2 separate regions of the Anas platyrhynchos genome follow, and region 2 is linked to region 1. A link is a contact called in public Hi-C data. All regions are on one chromosome and are shown on one strand. The core of a region is the stretch at or near the end of the contact, and the rest is flanking DNA. Distances in the headings are between cores, read along the strand shown.

Region 1 (6,711 bases), core at 1,482-3,981:
GGCAAATAATCATTTCCCATTGCTCTTATTGAAAATATCCCTGTTGTAGTTTGTGGAGTTGTGCATAATAGACAAGTTACCCTTTCAACAAACTTCATTTAGAATAAAAAGAACTGCTTTGAAGTGTCCAAACCGAGGATTTGTAAGCTTCAAAGGTCAAAATTTACCTTCAGCTGTAGTATTGAAAATGTTACTTCCTTGCATGCTACAGAGTAATCAAATTCGGATGGCTTTGTTGGTTGTCAGGAATAGGATTTGAAAAACATTTGCATGCTATTTATTACAACATGTTAATGATCCTAATGATGATGTGGACTTCACACGTGCAAATACTGTTAGCAACATTCAGAAGTTGTTTGAGAGGTTTGAAACAACAGTATGTATTAGCTGGAAGCAAGGAAACATTGAAAACAGACTACCATTTCAGGCAGACGTTGAGCCACTGAAGTCTTCCAGGTTTCCTCTTTGTCCATACGCTCACCAGCCTGCTGCTTTCAGGGAGTCCCATAACTGCAGGAACATCAGTGTGTGCAGTGTGTGAACTGTTACGTGGCTGGCTGTGGGCTCAGAGGTGAGGCACCTTTGTCCTTCGAAACGAGAAAGTTGGTTTCAAAGGAAGAGCATTCATCTCTTCTTCACCTCACGTCAAAATGAAAGAGCATTTCAGGGTTGTATGCCTGAGTGGTCAGGTAGTTGTGTAACGTGCTCCAAGCAGAACGTCATTGGGGTGGCTTGGGCTGGGAAGAACTCACAGCTCCCCTTTCAAGGGGGTGTGAGAACTTACAAGCACTTCTGTTTAGCATACAAACCCTGTCTGTATTTCTTTATTTGTAAAACATGGCTTTGTCTGCCTCTGTTCACAACTTGATAAAACTACAGTCCTTAGAAAGAGAGAACCTTAAGCTGCTTCAGTGTGATGCTGTCAAAAATATTTCGGAGAATGCCGTGGGAGAGGAATCACTAGAGTGACTAACAAATGCTGGTACATCCATGCATGGTGCATTTTGTGAGCATTGGGATCCCTCGGAAGACTTTCAGATTGCTGCGAGGAAGCTGCTGTTACCTCACACCACGTGAGAACAATTCCACTGACGGGACTTGGAGTTCAGTCAATTTGCTGTCACACCGTATGGCTTGGTAGGGCTGGCTTCCTCAGCACCAGTGGGTAGTTCTGTAATCTCTTCTGCTTTGGGGGAGTTAATTCTTTTTTCTGGATTTTGATTTTCAAAAAGGTGGGGGGCAACACTTATTATATTGAGGAGCCATGACAGTGAGCCAACTTTCATTAGGAAGTCTATTTTAGTAGAGGGGTGAATTGAAAGCATGGCCAAACCTGAGTCACTTTGTCATTTGTAATGTGAATAATCAGAAGTGAGTTGGCTGTCTGTCTGGAATCATCTGCTACATCCCTATTAACCAGATTTATTTTATCCTACCACAGCCCTGCAGCATTTGTATCAGCAACATAAATGCAGTAAATTTTGATAGACTCAAATGAATTGGGTCTGAGGAAACTGTAGATACTTCCTAATGGGGATTTTTTACACTAAACTTTTCAAGTTTTGAAGCCTTTTCAAGCCTTTTCAAACACATACTTTATGTATGATACAGTTTGGTAAATGTCTTTTGAAACTAACATAGCTGATGTAGTATCTCAGCCTGAGAGAATGGGAAGTTCCGTCTTGTAAGTAATACTGTCTAGTTTCTGTGACCAGCACTTCATTACTGGAGAAATCAATTAAATTTCCAGGCTCTCAGTTCAGTAGTGCAGGAACACGAAGAATGTAAATAACCCAGACACGATTGTTTCTGTTAGGGGCTTTTTCCTAATAGCTTATGTCTAACTGTGTGCTGACTAGAATCTGAAGTCTTTGGTTGCTGTTGAATTTGTATTTTTTTTAACTGTTGCAGTTTAGAAAACCTCCTGTATTTCTGGGGCTTTTAGTTGTGGGGAGGAAGGTTCCTAATGTATTGTACTAGGTTAATCGTAGAACTTCAGCATCAACTGTAAAAACCCAAGGATACCTAACTAGTCAAAAATAGAAACCCCCCTCCCAGATACCCTAACAAACGAATTTTCTACTTTGTGTGTCCTTACAAATACCTGTAGCAGACGTAAGTAAATACTGGGGGAGAGCGGTTGTGTTACTGCCTTGTGTACGTGACTGCTGAACGGGGTGGCTCTCGGGTCAGAGTGCTCTTTTCTTTCTGAGCACAGCTGCAGTATGTGTGTGTACAGCTGGTCTACAGTGCCCCCTCGGAGGGCAAAAAAACCTGTGCAGGTGTTTTCAATATGCCAGTGTTTTTGCTTAGTTTCACCTATACATGAAACTTAATTGTCTGTGGATCTGAAGAGAATCTGGAGTAGGAAGCAGTGTTTTTTCTTTTTCATAAAGAAAACAACATTGAACAGAAGCAGGTTGTGTTCTTACAGACAGTGGAAAGATTGGAAGCTCCTAGCTTGTTGAGTATTTCTCCCAGGACTACATGTTATCCCGTATCAGCAAGGGGAAGGGCTGCAGGACGTGCAGCTGAGAGATGTACACGGTTTTTGCTTGAGATGCTCCGCAGTGGGATTTCTTTTTTGTGTTGTGTAAGCAGTTCTTAAAATACTGCACACTCTGCATTGTGAGTTGAGTGAAGAAGGCTTTAGAGCTGGAAGAGATGGAGAAGTTGGCAGGGCACCATGTATGAGGTGATTACAACTTCAGAATCAGCTTCCTGCGTTCAGAGCTGGAATATATTAAACTGACCTTCAGGGGAAATTGCAGTGCTTATCTCTATGATCAGACTGTTGTGGAGAGAAGGGCACTGTAAAAACATCATATTGTGAGTAAGGTTTGAGTTATAATCTCAGGGTACTTCTTTGCTAATTGTATATTTAGGAGTAGACTTCATATTGTTCTGTCAAAAAGCTTTTAATGATTTAAGGAAACGTACAGTTTCTGGAACTCCATTAACCATCATGGTTTATCTCTGAACTTAGTTCGCAGTCTTCTGATCTTACACTGCAGTGTTTGCTTCTGGTTTGTAGAATAAATCTCTGCCTGTCATTCCTTTTTTTTTTTTTTTTTTTTTTTTTTAAGTCTTTTTTCTAGAGGTATAACTAATGAAGCATGCCTGGTCACTTTTTTTCCACCCTTTGTGTTTCTTTCCAAATAGACACGTACCTCGAAAGAATTTTAATTTGGACGTGTGAGGAATTTCTGTTGCAGTTTAATGCCATGATTCCAAAATGCTAGTAGTGTGTGATTCACTGATTGTTTTCCTGGGGCGGGGGGGAAGAAGTGAAGGCGGAGATCATGGCAAGTTGTTTTCCTGCTTATCCTGTAAGGAGGGGTGGAGAGGGGGAGCTTACATTGCACTTCTGATGCATTAATGGTGACATCTTGTAAATATGAACTCTTAGTTGAATTCAACTATTGCAGTTTACTGTGTATATGTCGTGTAAAATTGTGTGAAAAAAGGCTGAGTAGCTAACATCTTGTCTGCACTGGTGACACATTCATGTGTTACCACATTTTATATTCTGACACTGATATAAATTTAAATATCTAAATTGATGTCTAGTAAGCTAATGTGTAGAAACGTAGTGCTAGTGGGATTAAACGCCATGAAATTTTGACCTGTTCTTCACCTTTTCTTTAACAGGTAAGTTCAGTTCTACGCTCTACGAGACAGGGGGCTGCGACATGTCACTTGTGAACTTTGAGCCAGCTGCAAGAAGAGCATCTAACATCTGGTGTGTGTGAAGCCAGTCAAGAGTGGTGATTCTTGTCTTACTGTAACAAAATCTTTTTTTTTTTTTTTAATTTTAAAAGGTTATTTAGTACAAACTACCAGAAAAAAAAAGTCTAAAGAGTTTTCCATGTATTCTTCCTTTTGAAACCTAAGTGATTTTTAGTAGAAGATGACGCTAATTGCCTAAATAATCTTTTCCACTTAAGCAAATCCTGGAAAATGAAGATTAATATTAGTTTCAGCAGTAAATGTCCAGACCAAGAGTTTGACAAATGCATTTTTGATTGGCTTAATGGGAGTCTTCCTTAAAGAATTTATCCCAGGTTTGTGGAAAGTAGGGAGCTATTAACTTATTTAAAAGTGAACTTCCAATTGTGAAGCAAATGTAAACTGATAAATTTGTTCTTGAGTTCATAGATGGCATGAAACAATACAGGGAAGTCTTAAGATGCCTGTGGTAAAAATTTGATTTACAGTTGAAATAGCCAGCTATGTACTGGAAAGTTCATCTGCTCTTGGAAAGATACGCTTCCTTTCTCTGTAGGGACAGGAGGCAGAAGAAGGAAAAAACAAACCAAAGCCTTCCCTTCAAAATCTGCTTCACTATCTAGAACTGCTCTGAAATTACTGCATCATGCTGAATGTTTAAAAACTCCTACCACATGTAGGTGGAATAGCTATTGGATTTAAGGAGTAATGGATTTCAAAGCTCCCGTCTTCAAATCTTTCCTGTGAAAGTGTGCAAGTGCTTCCTGTAGAGTGGAACTTTGAGGAAAAAGTTCTGTATTCCTTGCACAAAGCTGCCAATGCCTGCCTCTGCTGCTTGCATGTTCCAGATGCAATGGCTTTGCTGATGGCTGCCGTTATGAAGCTGTACGTGCTAATGGAAGGAACAAATGGGTCACATCCAAGTAGTCAGATCTCTGTTTTAGAGAGTAGTTGAGTTTGAGTAAAATAAAATTATTAACAAAGATCTTTTTATCTTATGTTAAGGTAAGGAACTGAAGGAAGCTTGCATAAGTTTGATACCAGTCTTACAGCCATGTAATTTATGTGTAAAACATACAACCAAAAGATATACAAAATTGGAGAAAAAAGTTACACAACAAGAAAAATTTCTTCTCATTAACAAATGGAAATTGTAAAGTGATTTTATTCTTCTTTTGCTTAAAGTTTTTTCTAAAGCTATTTAAGTTTAAGTAACTTGGTCTGATTGTGTTAAATATGTATTATTTTTGGCGGTTTTAGGACTTGGTAAAAAGAGCATAATTTACAAACTGTCTGTGAATATACAGCAGACAGCTCACTCCTTTAGAGGTATGTGATGTGTGTTTGCACATGACTAGCTAACATACTATAAAATATCTTTGTTTCTTCAAAGTGGTGTAATTTCCTTCATGATAATCCGTGTAGACAACTAGTGGACTACCTGGTCAAATCACGTGTTCAGTAAGTTATACCAAGCATAAGAGTATCTTGATCTATAGCTACAAAATTTATCCTAGTACACAAGACCATTATCGAGGTTTATTTTCTTTCTTGGTTGTTTGTTAGGCCTTTACAAACCGGATACATGTATTTAAAATACATGTGTTCTAAGGAAAAAAAAAAAAAAGGAAGACATTTTGCTAAAATTTGCAAGTGGTCAAAATTAGTTTAGGAGACTAGTAAATTAGTGGCCTTTTGAAATCAAATGTAGTTTTATAATATGAAGTCTTTCCCCCTGTTCTTATAGTGACACGGACTCTCACGTATCGAGTTCTACCTCAGTTCGCTTTTACCCACATGATCTAGTAAGTTTTTCTTATCTATTTTTAAGCATGCCAAAAATCAGAAGACTTTCCAGTTCTCTATATCACTGATTAATCGTTGTATGTAGTAGTTCTTCGTTCTTAAGAAGGGTTTTTGCCTGGATTGCAATAAGATAAACTGTTACTGTTTTGCTGTCTTCGTATGTACATGCAAATTCATATTTCTGGATGGTAGTTTAAAATTTAAACGTAAATCTTCTGATCTAAAGCATGGTAATTTGAGTCTAAATCACGTGGAAATTGGATATGCTGAGATACTTCAGCATGATTTCCAGAAATTGCTGGACAACGTGGATGGAGTTGTATTTCTGTGCATGGCTAAGATAGGCAGGTCATGGAAAGAATAAACTTTGTGTTTGTGTTCTGAACGAAGGAAACGTTAGCAATTTCCCTGAATGGAGTTCAGACATTTACCACTGCTATCTGTGGTACAGAGTTGAATTCTCATGGAAGGATTGATTGGAGGGGGAAAAAGAAAAGCAGATGTTTACACTGTTTCATACTGCAAGTAGCTTTAAAAAGTCATTAGCTTGGTGGTGTCAACCTTTTATATTGTTGCTGAGTCCAGATGTGTATGTGCTTGAAGGGTGCTATTGCTCTGTAACAAAAACATGGCAAATGGTCATGATTCTTAAATTAGGAAGTTAAAGTGAAGTCTAATAACCTAGTCAAGAGGAAAGATTAATTTTTTTAGTATTTCTTAGAAGAGTGAGAAACTTCCATTTGCCTGACCATGGTTTTGATCAAAAATGTCTTCACCTAGTGCCTGCCAGAACTTTGATTTCCAGCCCCCAATGTGTACCTGTTGGTTTGGCAATGTGGTTCCACTAGGGGAGGGGAGACGGGGAGGGTGATTCTGTATAAGGCAAATTCATGATATTTTTAAAATCTTAGCCCATATGCTTAAAGGAGAACTTCCTAAATTTATTACTCGTGTGAGAAATGTCCTGTTACAGTGATTCTACCTTTTAAGACACGAGGCTTTTAAAATTAAGAAGTTGCGAAAAAAAGCACCTGCTTTCTGACACAGCTTATCTTAAATGGTGTGGCTTATATTTTTTTAAATGCCTGTAGAAAGTGAGTGTTCCTGCTTGTTTTTATTAGTATTTTTCTAGGAAAAAAAAGCATGGTGAGCATAGCTACAGTACATTGCTTTAAG
Region 2 (6,711 bases), core at 2,762-5,261, 44 kb before region 1:
CATTGAGAGTTAGACTAGTGTACAGGACTGATTTCAATGTAATCCCCTTGTAAGGCTGAATCCAGTGGGACTTCTCACAAAACTTGGTGAACTGGGGAGCAGAGCTGCTGGGGAGGGAGTCTGGTCTGTGAAAGATCTGGCTCTTGCTTAGAAGTTTGCTTAAAAACTGTGAAAAGAGCAGATAAGCTGCTACCAGATGTAAACATAATGGCGATGTACTCCGTGGAGTCTTGCAGTTGGTGAAAGCTATTCTACTATAACTAAGAACAAATCTAGAAAAAAAAAGAAAAACAAAAACTCCTGACAGGTTTTATAAGAAAACTATCTTACAGTGAAACCCGGCTAGCAAATAGTATTGTAGAATGACTTTCTGCTTTCTATCATCCTTGTAAATGAGCTTACTTCTTATTTCTCATATGAAAGAATAAAACACATTTATTGCCATTTATGATGATGCTCTGGGTTCAGATAAACCCCCTTTTAACCAGGTTGCAATTTCAGGCAAATGGTGGAAATAAAATCAGGACATAAAATTGTGCAAAGACAGCTAATGACCAAGAAGCAAATAAATATTTTTAACTACTGCTTCTTCAAGAAATCAAAAGCTAGATATGTTTCTCTCCTAGGCTGATGAATTGCATGGTGAATCGAATTTTGTCTTCTTCAATCTTATATTTTGTCAGAATTGTAGCTTTGGATACTGTGTCTAATCCACAGAAAGACATATGTGTCGGCAAGATCTGAAGGTTGGGGTTGTAATATTGCTGTCTAACTATAGATCCTGAGACAAGGAATCAATAGGGAGAAGTAAATAAAAGTTGGTGATGAGCCACAAAGGCCTAGTTTGTCAATCTTCATCTGAAAACAAATGCTGTGCCCAACATGGAGACTAGAAGTACCACCTGTCCTAATTGTAAAGTGAGTAAATCAGTGTTTTTCTTATTTTCTGCTGATTGTTTGATTAGCTACTTAAAGCTTGGTATCAAACTGTGATGATGACTTCAATGAAAATTACAAGGAAGTGCCAATCATAAGCTTGTTTCTGGACATAAAAAAATTGCACCCAATTTAGGTAAAATTTTAACTTGGTTTCACCTCTTGTCCTAAATATCTAAGCTACCTTGTCATAAAAACTAGGAATTTTATTGATAACTAATTTTAAAATTATAATTTGGGGTATTCCACAGAAGATGTCTGGTGGGGGGGAAAGTGTAAAGCTTAAGTTCCTTGAATGCAAAGGTAAAAGAGACTGAAGTGCTACTTACAGTCCAAAGCATGCTACAATATTATTATTAGAAATGGTAACACGTTGAAGTATTTCTGTGGCAGATTTCAGTGTTTTTTTTAGTCTTGATTAACTTCCCATTCTAGTAATATCATACACTAAAAGAAAAAAAAGTGTATTTATAAGATTGGTCAAGAAATTGTCATCACCTCATCTGAGTATTTGGTATAATCTACCTTCTACTGTGCACCGCATATTGCACTGCCCTGATTTGGCAAATGCCCTTTCAGTCCCCTGGAGTGTGGCTTGACGTAAAGGAAAACATTGCTGCATATGATTAACAGATCATTCTTCCTTGGCCACATCTGTATTATGATGGCATATGCAAAGAGAACCAATAATATCCGTTTGCTGCAGAAGTCTTTGAAATAGCCTGCATATGTTAAGAGGGCACTTGATTGTGTGCATATGCCAAGAATGGGAGGAAACTGGATTATTATCAGGCCAAAATAACAGTTGCAATTTTGAGTTATCCTCCTCCTGTGTACCGCTGGCTTATGCAGCAAAATGATTTCTTTACCTCAGTCTGGACATACTAAATTATAGAAGAAATACTGGATTAAGAATAGGTTGCTCTCCAGTCATCTGACTTAATGCCCCCTTTTAAATATTTTATCTAAAAATCACGCACTCTTCACCAACATTGAGTTCTAATTTTCTTAGAGTACGTTCTTTGTACAGGGAGTAATATCCATCACCCTGAAGAAGTATTGTAAGGCTAAAGTAGAGTACAGAAGACAAGCCAGTTACTTGCTGTATTGCAGAGATTCAATGCATAGACTGAATCTACTGCTGTTGCAAGATACAGTTTGTTTCTCTTAAAAGCTAGTCGTGATTTTTTTCGTACTTCGTTAATGATGCCTACATCTGGCCTCATTATCAGTTTTACCTTCAGGCATGGACGGATTCCAATAATATTATTTCCCATCTTGTGTCTTAATGTTTTCAGCCTGCCTGCATTTAAGTGGCTAAACAATGAAATTTAATTGTCCTCTCAAGCATGTCAGATTCTCTGGCTTATTTTACTGGACTCAGACTAAATATTCCCAGGATCCAGTTCTCTGGAACAGGGCTGTCTCTATTAAACTGGGTTATGCTGCTGTGGATCAGGGTAGAGCCAGTAATATTCTAGGAGCAGGGTTAGGGAATTCCATCTTCTCACACAGGAATACTGTTTAACGTGAATCATTACTGTAAGGCTGAGGCTAATCTCTCCAAATTCAATCAATGGCTCCTAAAGAGAAGTATAAAGGTTTTTACAGCATTTAGTGCAGCCTTCAGGCACATTATTAATGAACGTTATCCCTCTTTCCTCCTTTCTGTGGAGAAGGTGAATGGCTTTTATGTAACGTTAATGAAACAGCAGCTGGAAGAACTAACGCTTCGTAATCCTGATGGTTACATTATCACAGTGTATTTATGGGTAACACATCCTAAGAACTCCATCTCTTAACAGCTGTGTTTGTAATTCTAAAAGGTATTTTGGCAAATGATGTTGTTGAAATATAGGCTTCATAGTTCTGTTTTCTTCTGAGTCTACTGTAAATGATGCTTGTCACAATTGGCTTTGTTCCCAACAGAGGGAATACCTTCTCCTCACCCATGACAATCTTCTGTGAGATTTTTTGGTTCTTGTTTTGTTTTTCATCCCCCTCTGACATCCTTTTTTCCTTTCAGATTTCCACACCATTAGACAGTATTTTTGAAATTCCTCTGCAAAATACCATGAGCAACCACTTAATCAGAAATGCAATATTGAATAAAAATGATCAAAATTGTTTGTTTATAACGGGGAAGAGAACTGATATGGTTGGGGGTTTTGTGTCCATCCCTTCTGCCTACTCCCCTGCTGGGGAAACAAACAAATAAAAAAAAAATAGATCAACTACATCTGTTTTGAGTCAGTCGCTTCTATCTTCTGGTTTTCCAAGAATAGCCAGCTGCTGCCATTGGTTAGCTAACTGTTGGGGAGGGAAATGCGGGCTGTGCCAGTAGCACAGTCTCTTGAAAACACGGGTCCAAATGTGTGCTCACCGTGAGTCATGGCTGCGTGTTTGGGTGTTTTGCACTGCAATTCCTCCTCATTAGGGGCGATGAGCTCCCGGCCTTATACCTGTTGGGAGGGCAGAGGGGCTGGGTGGGGTTCAGGACAGAACCTGGGGGGGCTTCTGCCACAGGAGTGATGGTATAATAATGTGCCTTTAAAGCTAGTTTTCCTAAAATATGACTGGAATCAAGTTGTTTAATGAAGGATCCTCAGCATTATGTATCTATAGGTTGTGAAGTGCTTGGTGGTGCTCTCAAACCCCCTTCACTCATCTTCCTTTCCACCTGATGCAGGGCTTTGGGGATGTGCTTATTTAGGGGGAAGCTTGAAGAGCTGGGATGTGATGAGCATTAAGGACCCAAGTGACTTTGTGTGTGCTGAAAACACTACAAGGAGCCGTGTGGTGGGGGACAAGGCACTCTGGGCGCTTGGTGAACTGTGGTACTGACAGGAAATGGACGTGCAGTGAGAAGGGGGAGGTGATTTTCCTTTAACTTCAGAAGGGGGAGGTGATTTTCCTTCTTTTATTTCACTGAACCACCTGCCCGAGGCCGGACAGCCCCATCCGAGGTCCTTTTTTCCATCGGGCCTCACCCCCACACCCCCCCCATCCCCTCCCCTCCGCGCCGCCGGGTGGCGCTGCGCGGGGCTGTGCGCAGGCGCGGTCCGCCCCCTCCGCAGGGGCTGCCGGGCTGCCGGCGGCGCGGGGGCGGGCGGGCGGCCCGGGGCCCGGACATAAGATGGCGGCGGCGTTGCTGGGGAGGCGGCGGCGGCGCTTGCGGCCGTGCGGGCTGTCGCGGAGCGCGGGCGGTGCGCGGCTCTGCCCGGGCTCGCAGGGCGGATAGAGCGGGGCCCGGCGGGCGGAGCAGGCGCCGCCATGGGCTCGCAGGTGCTGCAGATCCTGCGCCAGGGCGTGTGGGCGGCGCTGAGCGGCGGCTGGTACCAGGACCCGCACCAGGGCGCCGGGGTCAACGCGCTGCACCTCTACCTGTGGCTCTTCCTGCTCGGCTTCCCCTTCACCCTCTACATGGTGAGCGGAGCGGGGCCGCGCCGCGGGGGGGGGCTGCTGGCCTCAGCCCCGCTCTCGGGGCTGGCGGAGCTGCCGGCCCTCGGGACGGGCAGCGCGAGAAATCCCCGCTTGTGGCAGCCGGGGGGCGGCCCCGGTGTTTTTGGGGTGATTTCGCGTTAAACCTACCCGGCGCTGGGATCGCGGTGATTAAAAGTGCTGACCTTCAGACCCAGGAGTGCTCCTGGCGCGTGGAGTTGGCTTCAGGAAGGGCACAGCCAGCTGTGGCAAAAGGAGGCTTCTTTCTGTTGCCCCTCCTGTGCTGTACATAACTTAGGAACTACTAATATTTCACCTCGGGTTGCTCAGTAGAACAATGTGATCGTTTTGGGTGTGATGGGACCCGTCCTGGGCGTGACACAGAACGCAGTTTGCAAATCTGCCAGGTCCAGAGGCTCTGGGAACATAAACTAGAAACTGCCTTGTAAAAAAATATGAGCTAGCAAATGACACCTTGGAGGAAAAACTCCGCACGAGTGCAGTTGTGAAGGTTTAGAGCTCTTGGGCCTGGTATTTGCTTTGTGAAAAAAGCAATATTTACATCTGGAATGTGAAATGCTGCGAATTAGCTACTGTGGAAGAGGAGGTTACAGCCCCGTGCAGTTCTGAATTCATACTGCTGTGTCTTGGAAAAGGTAGCTCCAAGGCTTTTTGTTTGAAAACTTTAGACTGCTGGCAAGGAAACCACAGGCTGAGACAAACTGCTTTTAAAACCAAAGTTGATGTGACAACAGTTAGATAAAACTTTCCACTAAGCAGATCCACCCGCAATAAAAACTGAGAATCTATATCTACTCAGAGTTCCGCTGAAGATGGGAAGGAGAGAGACCTTCTGGTCTCAAATGCAGCTTTTTCAGAAGTAGTGCTCTTCTGTTTCAGCAGAATAGTTTGTTTAGTTAGCACTACCTTGCTCTGCTTATAAAGGTAAAGTGAACTACGTGCTGCATGGCAGGAGACTTTTGAGGAGGGTCTGATTTATTTAACGTGCCAGTCTGCTGTCAGCTGATAAATCCAGACCAGTGTTGGGATCTCCTGCTGCCCTCGAAGCAGTGGTTAGGTTTCGGTTGCTCGTACTATGGGGTAAACTTCAGTGTTTGCTTAAACTTGTTTCTTTCCCTGTGCACAGGGAAAAGATGAGCAAAAGCAAGCTGCTTCAGGTTTTGTTGAGGTCAGAGAAATTCTCTTGCTTCATAGCTCTGGACAAGTTAAAGATGCAACAACAAGTGCCAACTTCCCTGAGAAAAAGTAGGGAGATTAGTCACAAGTTGAAGCAGATTGAATCATATTTGGCTGTTTTCCCTCTTTCCACCCTCTGCAGTTTAAGTGTTGTCTAGACATAAACTAAACAGGCAGAACAGTGATGGTCATCTTAGTCCTTTAGCATCTCTTAACTTCTTGTCAGGCTAAAAAGGGGTAAATGTTGCATAGCTGTAGGACATACATAAATAAGCAGAACTTGCTAAAAAGTCTTAGGTAATCGTAATCTGAATTCTGAGTGTGGCTCACTGCTGTGTAGGAGGGAGTTTCTAAGCTAGCTTCAAATGACTTGTTGCTGGCAGACAACCCTGTGTGTTTAAAAAATAAAGTATATATAAAGACCTAACATGCTGGCAGGTCTTAGATTCCATATCAAACTACCTCACGTAAGGAATTCCAAGATCAGAGTGCTGCTTTGGTGCACAAGGGCAGCAGGAAGTGTAGATAGTTCCAAGTTGTTCAAGTAGCAACAAAGGCAGTAGAATCCCTTCAGAACTTAGCCAGTAGCGGGTTCTCAACACTGAATGCACCTTACATGAAGCTAATCACTTCTTCCAAGTGTTATTTGTTCCCAAACAGGATCAGAATGTGATCTTTTTTGACACTGGTAATTCAGATGTGCTTGTTGCTTAAAGATGTGGTTTGTTGCACCAAACGCTGATAATCTTCCATCTCTGCATTCAGCCCGTTGGTCCCCTGTCTTCAGATTAAAATTTGGTAGCGGTTATGGTTACCAAGTTGTTGTGTATCTGTGTGTTTCTTGGCTTGTGCTCATAGGGCTGATGGGTTTAATGTGAGGTGCTAACCAGTTGAAGGAATTAGCAGCCAAATTCAGCTAGCCTTTTTTCCTTGCTTTGTTTTTTTGTCTGCCTTCTGAGCTTGGACACATGGAAGTCTGTGGTCTGTGCCCTCGGTGAAGGAGAGCAGACAAACAGATGCATCCATGTATCGGTATTACAGATCAGGATGCTCCTCTTGTTCTGTGTTTCTGTCATAAGAGCTGGTCCCTGGTTTTAGATGAAACCAAAACTCAGGTTGGGAGAAGAAAATATGCCA

Evidence for each region. A called contact is a pair of places that touch in the nucleus more often than the background predicts.
Region 2: a Hi-C map of F1 follicle shows a contact between it and region 1, with 2.0 times the contacts expected there. The contact joins the promoter of PCNX1 here to the enhancer-like site in region 1. A contact is called at or near these places in 4 of 8 Hi-C or Micro-C datasets (F1 follicle, liver, skeletal muscle and 1 more).

What each region holds. Positions count from the first base shown.
Region 1 is chr5:36,240,416-36,247,126 of IASCAAS_PekinDuck_T2T, reverse strand. PCNX1 (pecanex 1) reads left to right here. Exons shown (of 36, transcript XM_038179407.2): 9 at 3,652-3,742; 10 at 5,477-5,534. Among named protein-coding and RNA genes, the nearest start is that of PCNX1, 45 kb to the left of the region's middle. Within about 2 kb of position 2,731, at least 2 of the 8 cell types and tissues checked have an H3K27ac peak or open chromatin away from gene starts, as enhancers often do. A contact at or near this core is called in F1 follicle, where this site is marked.
Region 2 is chr5:36,286,108-36,292,818 of IASCAAS_PekinDuck_T2T, reverse strand. It overlaps PCNX1 (pecanex 1), which reads left to right and starts at 4,011. Exons shown (of 36, transcript XM_038179407.2): 1 at 4,011-4,362. The coding sequence starts at 4,210.